Regions from separate parts of the Mus musculus genome. Here regions 1 and 2 are each linked to region 3. The links are chromatin contacts, called in public promoter capture Hi-C maps. All regions are on one chromosome and are shown on one strand. The core of a region is the stretch at or near the end of the contact, and the rest is flanking DNA. Distances in the headings are between cores, read along the strand shown. Region 1 holds the start of Det1 (de-etiolated homolog 1 (Arabidopsis)). Region 2 holds the start of Mrpl46 (mitochondrial ribosomal protein L46). Region 3 holds the start of Fanci (Fanconi anemia, complementation group I).

Region 1 (3,263 bases), core at 595-3,094, 550 kb after region 3:
CTTGTGGATTAGATCCATTTTGAGTTATTTTTGTTCCGCATGAGATAAGGGTGGAGTCCCTCTGAAGGTTGACCCTACCCTGCCCCTACCACAACCACACAGAAGGGAGAGTTTGCTTTCTAATCCTAAACAGCAGTTATTAAGGAACGCCTACCTTCAAACCCCAGGCCCAGAACTGAAGGAGCAGGCTTGAACTATTTCCAAGTTCAAAGCTTTTGCTAGTTTAAATTTATCCTTCTATCTGACCTCTCTACAACGAAGTCAGAACACTGTACACATTAGAGATGAAAAATACAAAAAGAAAAACCCAGACTCGGAGAAGCTGATGCGTGTCTTGAAGCCACATGGGGACCCACCTGTCCGAGTTGGGATCTGACCTGATGCCTTGAGTATTAGCACAGCCCTGTCCCATGTTTATTTTGCTTTGCTTTGGGGCAAGGTGTCATGTAGCCAAGGTCAACTTGCTGTGCAGCCAAGACAGGCCTTGAGCTACTGATTCCTCTGCCTCCCTTCCTAAATGCTGGGGTTATAATCTGTGGCCCCACCCCTACTGGCTCTTATTCTTGTATGAACTTGTGCAAGAGATGTATGTCCCCTTTGGGTCTCAGTTTCATCATGGGAAAGGAAGAGAGTTGTGGCTGGAAAGCTTTAGTAATATTTTATCAAGACTTCAAGTATTTAGGGCTAACAGGTTTAATACTTGGGATAACCTTAAGAGGCAGGTATAGTCATTTTCCAGAAAAAGGCATGAGGTTTCTAAAGCCAGCACCTAAGAATACTGAGCCTGGAAATGGTAGGACTGGGCCAGAAACCTATCATTCTCTTCATAGTCAGTCTATATCCCCAAGTCACCTTTCCCCTTTAGACCTTAATTTTCCTCTCTCCCTGGTCAAAGTCAACACATATCCCTTTCTCATGTGTTGGTCTGCAGAGATATTCATTCTCTGAGTCCTTTGGGTATGGAGAGGGTTGGGAGAGAGAGCAAGGCTCAACCTAGCCTCTAATTCTATATCCTATGTCTCAGAAGAGCTGGGGATATAGAATGGAGATGGCATGGGGGTCCAGAAGAGATAGACCACAATGGATTACTGATGGAATATTTACTGAGATTCTATAAGATGTCAAACCTTGTTATGGGGTGGGAGGTGGGGCTGGAACAGAAAATAAGACAAAAATCCCTGTTCTCAGTTTATAATCTACCAAAGGGAGGAGAGACACAACAAAGCAATACACATCAACAGAAACAGATATTTGACAGTGGTGGGTGAACAGTGGCGGTGGCTACCCAGAAGCCTTAAGAGAAGATATTTTGGGTTTGGTTTCCTGCCAAAGCATCAAAAATAAACCATACACCCAAATACAAACGCGCGCGCGCGCACACACACACACACACACACACACACACACACACACGCAAGCACAAAGGAGAGAAGCCACCGACTCACAGGGAAGAAATAGCTTGTAAGAAAAAAGAAAATTAAATGAAGTAACGTGTAGGTGAAAAGGCCAGTCAATGGTATTGGATTCATTTAGTACAGAAGCTTTTATTGTATCCCCACGTGCAACCACGAGCATGGAAAACGCAGTGACATGGTGCATGTATAATCCATCTTCCACCAGTATGCAAGAAGCAGGTGAAAACTTAACTCCTACTCATAGTAGTTATGAACGTGCCTTGGATCACTTGGTCCGGGGCTTATCCAGCCTCTATGGTCTCGATCTCTCCTCCGGACGCCAGGGTGCGCTGCGCCGCTCCTTAGCTGCATGGCGTCTCGATCTTCCGATCTTCCCTTCTCGCTGCGCAGCGCTTCCGGTAGCGGGCGGAAACCCGGGCTGGTGGCTGCCGACGCCGGGGTCCCGAGGCATGGTGGGGGCGGGGCCGGGGGAGGTGTGCGCGGAGCAGGCTAGGGCGACCCTTGCCCTGGCCCCATGAGCCAGGACTCGACAGGTGAGGACTTGCCCTTTGCGGCCCGCGAGAGCTCCGCGGCGGGCTCCTCCCCGCATGCTCGCCGGGTCTCAGGAGCTCCGGCCCCCGGCTTTGCCCGGGGAGGCCCCGCCCTGGGCTTTTCTTTCCGGGGGCGACCATGGGCATGTGTGTCTGCCTCTTGGCATCCTTTTCTTGTTTTGGAAGCAGTCGCCAAGAGTGTGGGGACATGTGCACTTGCTCCAACGAGGAATAAACCTTGCGTTCACACAATTAGTGACCCGCTTTAGCCAGGCTTTCGTTTCAGACCGCACCGCACCAAAGCGTCTACCATGTGCCAGCCCCAGGGCTGGAAGAGTATACCGCGGTGACCGAAGTAGACCTGGTTACTTCCATTAGAGAGGGTACAGTTCAACGAGGAGACTCAAACATTAAACACAACCATGCAAGCGACCGTGTAAATTAAAAAAAAAAAATGTGACAGATGACTAGAGAAAGAAACAAGAAAAAGATGAGTCCTTTAGGTGGGGTGGTCAGAAAGACTTCCCCAAAACTTGACACTACTAACGTTGCAACGAGAGAATTTATGGCGTGGACCGGAGAGAATGTCTTCCGGAAAATGAAAGTTCCCCTGTGGTTACCCACGTTAGCCAAGAAGATGGCTTGAGGTATGCCCACCGTTTAAGAAGGAAGCTTGCTACGTGTTAAGCACTGTGGTGGGCATACAACAGATAAGTGTATACTTGACCCAGAGAGATCACCATAAATATACACATTAGTAAAATACAGAGAGTTGCAATTGAGTGGCTAGTGTGTTGGAATCTATGTCTCACTAAGTGAAGGAAGGCCTTCAAAGACAGGATGATGAGGCTGATATTGGAGACAGTTCTCAAAGGTGAAGAATTTAGTGTCTACAAAAGACCAGATAGTAGAGTTCAGTGTGTGGTCTGTTGCAGTCACTCTGCTCTTTTCCTAGGGCTAAAGTGGCTCTAGGCAATATGCAAATGAGCGAGTGGCTTTCAGGGAAGGGTTCCTTCCAAAAAACAACCAGAGGTGGTAGTTTAGAGACCTGACTCCCTCTGGTCTGGCGGCTCTGCAAGCCTTTTAGATCTTTATCCAATGGATGTAGCTTGTATGAGGATAAGCTTGAAACAAAAGGATTGCAAAACAATACCCTGACTATGTGTTGTAAGGGTTTTGTTTGTTTTGTGGTCCTGGGGAATCTGTTATGCTGCTCTTTATGAAAGCCTTTGCCAGAACACTACTACCACCTCCAAGCTTTTGAGATAGATCTCTCTCTCTCTCTCTCTCTTTCTATTATTGATGTGCAAACCTTCTT
Region 2 (3,214 bases), core at 554-3,053, 610 kb after region 3:
CAGAACTGGACAGATACGGCTATGCCTGATTGCCTGCTTTACTGTTGGAGCAGGGACAGAACCCCAACAATCCTAGTAGTGTCTGGGATTGCCAAATGAACGGCTACAACGGTCCTGGATCAAATTCCATCAGTAGCTCCTCGTTGCCTGCAGGGGATAAAGTGTAAAAGCTCTAGGGAGACAGGGCTGTCCTCTGCCATTTGGATCCTTCTAGAGCAGTGGTCCTCAGTGTTCTTAATGCTGTGACCCTTTAATACAGTTCCTTATACTGTGGTGACCCCCAGCCATAAAATTATTTTCGTTGCTACTTCCTAACTGTGATTTTGCTACTGTTATGAATCGTAACGTATGTATGTGTGTTTTCTGATGGCCTTAGGAACCCCAAAGGGGTTGCAACCCACAGGTTCCGAAATGCCTTTCTAGAGGCATCACAAGCCAGTTCTGACAGCCTGCCTTTCCACAGACGTTACCCTTGCCTGCCACGATCACAATGATCTTGTCCAGCTGAGATCCTAGTCACTTCCACAGTCCACGGTACTTAGTCTTTCCTGAATTCCTCAAGTGTGCCTTACTCTCTTAAATGTCCAGCCAGTTCTTACCTCTATTATCCTTTTGATCAGATTATGGTTAATACATTTGCCTGTGTGTTGTTTTTGCAAGTTGTGTACTACTTCTGGGGAGACATAACCTATATTTCCTGTATTTATCCTGGTACTCAACAGGTAGTAGTAGCTTTTGTAACTGTTAAACAGATGTGAAGGTAAGTGAACATATATACCGCCTGCATATTAAGTATTTCTACTAGTGGGATGCTGCAGGATGCCAGGTCCCAGGGCTAGGCACGAAATTAAGAAAGGCACAATCTAGATGTGCAGTTAGTGTGGTTCTTCAAGACATTTTATGTTGGAGGCAGAGAAAGCTGCTAGTCGGATCTAAAGCTTATCTCACAAGGAAAAGAAAGCTGGTATTTATATACATTGGACACTTAGCTAACAGTTGCTAATTGAACAGCTACCTTATGCCCCTGCTCATCCCTCTATTTTCCCAACAACCCCTCTAAGCATTATCTCCACGTATAGTGTGCTGATTTGCACAAGCTCCCACAGATGGCAAATGACAGCCAGGAATTAACTTTTTCTATGATTTTGGACGGTGTCGGGCAGAAGTCACAGGATGCAACTTTCCAGAGCGCTGCATCCACTTACCCTCACCTGAAGCGACTTGGAGCCGCTTCCCTTTCAGTGTTCTGCCTGGCAGCTGAGTCTTCTAATCTCGGGGCTCCGGTGTGGATATTCTTAGCTGGGGCAATGCCCACAAACCTGGGGGGCAAAAAAAGAGAGAGAGAGAGAGAGTACGATGAGGGACTGGATTAACGGTATTTTGGGGGGTTCAAGTGGCACATAGGTCTGGAAGGAAGGTAGGCGGGCAGGCTCGAGAGTGACAGTGGGTTCGAAAGAGTAATCCTTACCTGGTCATTCCATGTCCAGCCCAGGACCGCAGGAGCCACGACCCGGAGTTTCTTAAAACCTGCATGACTGAAATTGACCCTCCGCGGCGCTTGGCTTAGCTCGAGCCAGCACCATGAGCCTCTGTGGGGGTGCTCACAGACAGGAAATCACCTGATTGCTCTTAAATAGTCCTGTAAGTATTTTTTCTTCAAATTTAAAGCTCTATAAAACCATTTATGTAGGAACTTTCCCCTTTCTAGTGGTCTAACACTAGAATTTCACCTACCTCCCCCAAAGGGAATGGTTCATTCCACTCGGTAAACCCGCCCCTCGCCGGCCCGCGTTGCCTCATGGGAACCTGGGGTTGGCTGAGGGCTCTGCCGGGCGCCGCGGTACCTTGTGGGAAGACAGAAAGATGGCGGCGCCCGTAGGGCGTACTCTTTTAGGGCTGGCTAGAGGCTGGCGGCAGCTTGACAGGTTCTGGGCAGGTAGTTCTCGTGGCTTGTCCCTTGAGGCTGCGTCCTCAAGCAGCCGGTCTCCATGGCGCTTGTCGGGCGCCTTGTGTCTGCAGCGGCCACCGCTGATCACCAAGGCGCTCACTCCATTGCAGGAAGAGATGGCGGGTCTATTACAGCAGGTAAGGCAGTCACGGGCTTCCTGGTGCGGCGGAGGGAAGCAACAGTATCAAGGAGGTCTTGATTTCCATGGAGACTCTGGTACTTCGTGTGACCTTGAGCAAACGTTTCATTTCTCGACCTTTAGTGACATCTGCAAGATGAAGTTACCGTACTGAGTTGGGTTAGGATATAGCAGGTGTTGAAAGAGTTTAGTTGGCTTGTTTTCTCTTGATCATTCGGTGTGGATAGCTTCCTTCTTGTTCATTCAATACTGTAGGGATCCGGGGGCAAACAGGAATCACTCCCTTTAACTTAGGAGCTCTCAGACTATAGAGAAGTGTTTGTGATGTTAGGACGAAAGTCGTGGTGACTGTGGGCACATCCTTAAGATAATGCGGTAAAGTTTGCTTTACCTCAGGGAGCAATTTCTGTGAAAGACAAAAAACCCAAGTGTTGTTGCTGTTGGGTCAGGAGATAGTGATGGAAGGTCTTCCGTATCCCTAGACTCCAAAAGGCTTTTGTCTGGAGAATACTAATGGAAACTCCCGTCAGTGCTTTTTGCTCAATGTATTCACTCACTTGACTTTTTTTTTTTTTTTTGGTAGTCCTTTTTCTTTCACCATAAAGGTATTCGTAGCCAATACTGTGCGTCTGTGTGCAAAGTGATAGGCAGTTGTGGATGTGACAGGCACATCGCTCTGCTTCGCAGAGAGTTTCCAGGTACTGGAATTAGGGATACAATCAGTAACCAGTCTTATGACTAATTATAGACTTTGGTAAGTGCTATTAAGGAAAACATAGAGTACTAGAAGAGTTTTACACAGGACCACATAGGTTTTATTTTCCTGAGAAGTATCCAGGAATATCTTTCTGAGAAAGAGGTATTTGAGTTGAAATAAGAAGGATGGATAGAAATCTGGAAGAAATGGCATGAGGAGAAAGAGAGACTAGGAAGAAGGATGTTGGAAAGTCTTCATGGCAGGAAAGTCCTTGAATAGATGCTGATCAGAGACGAGTAGACCTAGTGTGTGGGAAGTGGGTCTTCAGTGCCCTCTGTTCTCCTTGACAGTCTTAATGAAGTTCTCCTACTGCCTACTTACAATCCAGTGGGCTTTTTTTTTTTAAATCTGTATAGTGTTTCATTCTATT
Region 3 (3,121 bases), core at 254-2,753:
TAAGGAATTAGAAAAAAAAAATCAGATAGTGGAATCAACCAGACCCAAAGTCTACAAACGCAGCGAGCTTCTCCACAGCTCTAAGCCACTCTGAAGCTGGGGTGCTTCATGCTGGGTTTCACTCCTTCTCTACCAAGGATGTTCTTATGCACGTAACCACCACCCAAGCCGGAGGTCGTGAAAAGGTACACAGAGCTAATTCTGTTTCTGATTTTATCACTCTTCTAAGAACAATAAATTGTTTTCTGTCCTTCAAATCCCCAACACCCTTATAAACGATTTCTCATCTGAAACAAAGATACCCATCCTTGCTCTCAATTTCTACAAAGTCTTCAGACCTCGGCTCAACTCACTCTCTCTCAGATGCTCCGGTGTTACCTCCTCTACAAACACCAGTGAAATTCCTTCCACAATGTCACTAACTTTTTAAACAATTTTATTTGATGTATGAGTGCTCTGCTGCATATACATCCCCCTGCCTGAAGAGGGCATCAGATCCTCCTATAGATGGTTGTGAGCCACCAGGTGGTTGTCGGGAATTGAACTCAGGACCTCTGGAAGAACAGTCAATGCTCTTAACTGCTGGGACATCTCACCAGCCCCCCTCCCTCCCCCGGCAAGTTCTAATATTACATTTTAAATTAATGGCTAGGTCCCCCACTGGTCTACAGTTCCATGAGTATTTCCAGTTTGGTTTATCGTTATCTTGAGCACAGTAACAAGCTTATATTAAGGACATAAGAAATATCTGATGTGGGCCAGAGGGCGTAACTCTGCCGGTAGAACTGCCTAGCAGGCCTGCCGCCCTGGGCTGGATGACGTCATAACCCTAGACTTGTATACACCTAGCATGTTGATGCTCTCCTGTAATCCCAGCACTCAGGTGGAAACATGACCAGGCACACTCTGTAGCCAATATAAGACACTGACTCAAAAACAAAACTAAAAGGAAACAGAAACTATAAAATAAGGCAGCTAATGTAGATTTTACTACCTTAACTTCTATATACGGTGCCGAAAATATACTAAGTGCTTATAGTGGTGGCTGGGTGATTGCTTTGTATATTAAAATAAACGCTATGTAAATGGAGAAATTAAATAAAACATCTGGTGGGGTCGTTAGCTTTTGGAGCTCCGTTCTGCTCGACAGTGCACGTCTTGAGTATCCTGCCTATCCTATGCGAAGTCAATGGCCTCTCTTCCCACTGGCACTGGGCTCCACGCGCGAAACCCGGCTGCGGGACCCTCCAGAAGCAGGCGCTGACACTGCAGGGCAGGGCCAATAGGGAGGGCAGAACGGAGCGAGCCTCGCAAAAACCCGCCAAAGCTGATGTCCCCGACCCCTGCGCAGAAACCAGGCACGGCGGGACGCCACGTCGCAAGGGGACCCTGCCTGTCCTCACCGTCCCACTTCCTCCCTCCTTGTAAGCACAGACCCTGAACAGTCACCTCAACCTCAGCTCGGGATCCTTCCAAAATTCCCGCTCTACTCCACGCAGCCGCACTTCCGTTGCCCAGAGCAACAGGTCCCGCCCCCGAGGTGCACTTCCGACTTCCTAACTCTGTAGGGCGTACCATTTTAGATGACAAAGTGGGGGAATCTTTGCGGAGATGATGGCCCAAATTCGCGGGAGAGGGAGGTGCAACCGGCTCACACGCTTTGGGGGGAACCTCAGAGTAGCATGCGCGTTATGGTATGGCCGGGTTAAGCTTTCTTAGAGCTCTGTAGTTGAAGTCAGTGCAGAAGAGATTGAACCAATTGATGGAGGGTCAGGTCTTTTGCATCGGAAGCACCTCGCGCGCGCCCGCATGAGTGAGTGAGTGAGTGAGTGAGTGAGTGAGTGAGTGAGTGAGTGAGTGAGTGAGTGAGTGAGTGAGTGAGAGTGAGTGTGAGTGTGAGTGTGTGTGTCCGTCCGTCCCAGAAGCAGTGAATGTTCAATACATTCGTAAATAACCACCTGAGTGCACCGTCAAGATCAATGAAGCAGTGGACCGAAATTCTACTTTAGATTGAGGGTGCAGCTTGTGCACAGTGCCCAGAATCAACAAGCTCCTGGCTAGCTAAGCATGTGAAGGTGCTTAGGATGGTAGAGGAGAAGCAGAGGCATTACTATTTAGTGAAGCAAAGGATTCCTCTCGGGAATCACTCTTCTACATTTAGGTCTCCACACTGAAATATGAGAAGTTGTTAAAAACCAGCAGCTGAGGGTGAGGGCGATCCCTGAGGGGAATCCTTTACTTCACTAAAGAAACAGATGGCTTCATCCCATCTTCCCACAAAACCTTCCTTCCAAACTCCTTCTAGTTCCAAACTCCTTCTAGGACTGCACCATTCAGCTGTAAATCTGTTAACAATCTATACAGATTAAATAAGCATTCCATGTGTGCATCTAATAACACTTATTAAATTGTTTGTATGAATGTCTACCCCGATACATGAATAACATAGTACCTGTTTTTAATTTATTTTATTTATTAATTTTTGGTTTTTGTTTTGTTTTGAGACAGGGTTTCTCTGTATATCCCTAGCTGTCCTGGAATTCAATTTGTAGATCAGACTGGCCTCGAACTCAGAAATCCACCTGCCACTGCCTCCCAATGGTGGGTTTAAAGGCATGTGCCACCATTGCCTGGCTACCTGTTTTTTTATTAACATTAACTTTTTTTTGTTGTTGTTGTTTTTTTTTTTTTTTGGTTTTTTGAGACAGGGTTTCTCTGTATAGCTCTGGTTGTCCTGGAACTCACTTTGTAGACCAGGCTGGCCTCGAACTCAGAAATCCGCCTGCCTCTGCCTCCCGAGTGCTGGGATTAAAGGCGTGCGCCACCACGCCCGGCAACATTAACTTTTTGCTTATGTTTTCTTAGTCAGGATCCCACTTAGCCCAGGCTGGGTTTTAACTTGCGACATAACTGTGATTGGCCTTGATGTGTTTTGTAAAGTCAACAATATGTTTTAAAGAGCGAGGTACGGTGCAGTGGGTTAGGGTACCTCAGTGGGCCCACGCTAAGGCATCCTTCCCTGCAAGGTACCAGCCATAGGTCTAGTATAGCATAGAGTTTATTCTGTTGAAGGGGGGTTGAGAAGGGAGTAGAGACAGAGAAAGAGCGAGGGGAGAGATAG

Evidence for each region. Promoter capture Hi-C pulls out the DNA fragments that hold promoters and counts their contacts.
Region 1: a contact with region 3 is called in a promoter capture Hi-C map of pre-B cells, with 4 times the contacts expected there. The contact joins the promoter of Det1 here to the promoter of Fanci in region 3. A contact is called at or near these places in 11 of 39 promoter capture datasets (the 3T3-L1 cell line, the C10 cell line, the HPC-7 cell line and 5 more), 1 of 484 Hi-C or Micro-C datasets (liver) and 1 of 9 other capture datasets (adipose tissue).
Region 2: a contact with region 3 is called in a promoter capture Hi-C map of pre-B cells. The contact joins the promoter of Mrpl46 here to the promoter of Fanci in region 3. A contact is called at or near these places in 13 of 39 promoter capture datasets (3T3-L1-derived adipocytes, the C10 cell line, cranial neural crest and 8 more), 9 of 484 Hi-C or Micro-C datasets (CD4 T cells, CD8 T cells, embryonic stem cells and 6 more), 2 of 115 datasets of contacts at active chromatin or transcription factors (large pre-B cells and pancreatic cancer cells) and 3 of 9 other capture datasets (adipose tissue, liver and pancreatic islet).

The regions. Positions count from the first base shown.
Region 1 is chr7:78,845,792-78,849,054 of GRCm38.p6, reverse strand. It overlaps Det1 (de-etiolated homolog 1 (Arabidopsis)), which reads left to right and starts at 1,844. Exons shown (of 5, transcript NM_029585.3): 1 at 1,844-1,948.
Region 2 is chr7:78,781,678-78,784,891 of GRCm38.p6, reverse strand. Mrpl46 (mitochondrial ribosomal protein L46) reads left to right here and starts at 1,803. Exons shown (of 4, transcript NM_023331.2): 1 at 1,803-2,085. The coding sequence starts at 1,864. It overlaps Mrps11 (mitochondrial ribosomal protein S11), which reads right to left and starts at 1,761. Exons shown (of 6, transcript NM_026498.2): 1 at 1,469-1,761; 2 at 1,212-1,319. The coding sequence starts at 1,533.
Region 3 is chr7:79,390,720-79,393,840 of GRCm38.p6, reverse strand. Fanci (Fanconi anemia, complementation group I) reads right to left here and starts at 1,503. Exons shown (of 38, transcript NM_145946.2): 1 at 1,450-1,503. It also overlaps a transcript of Rlbp1 not described here.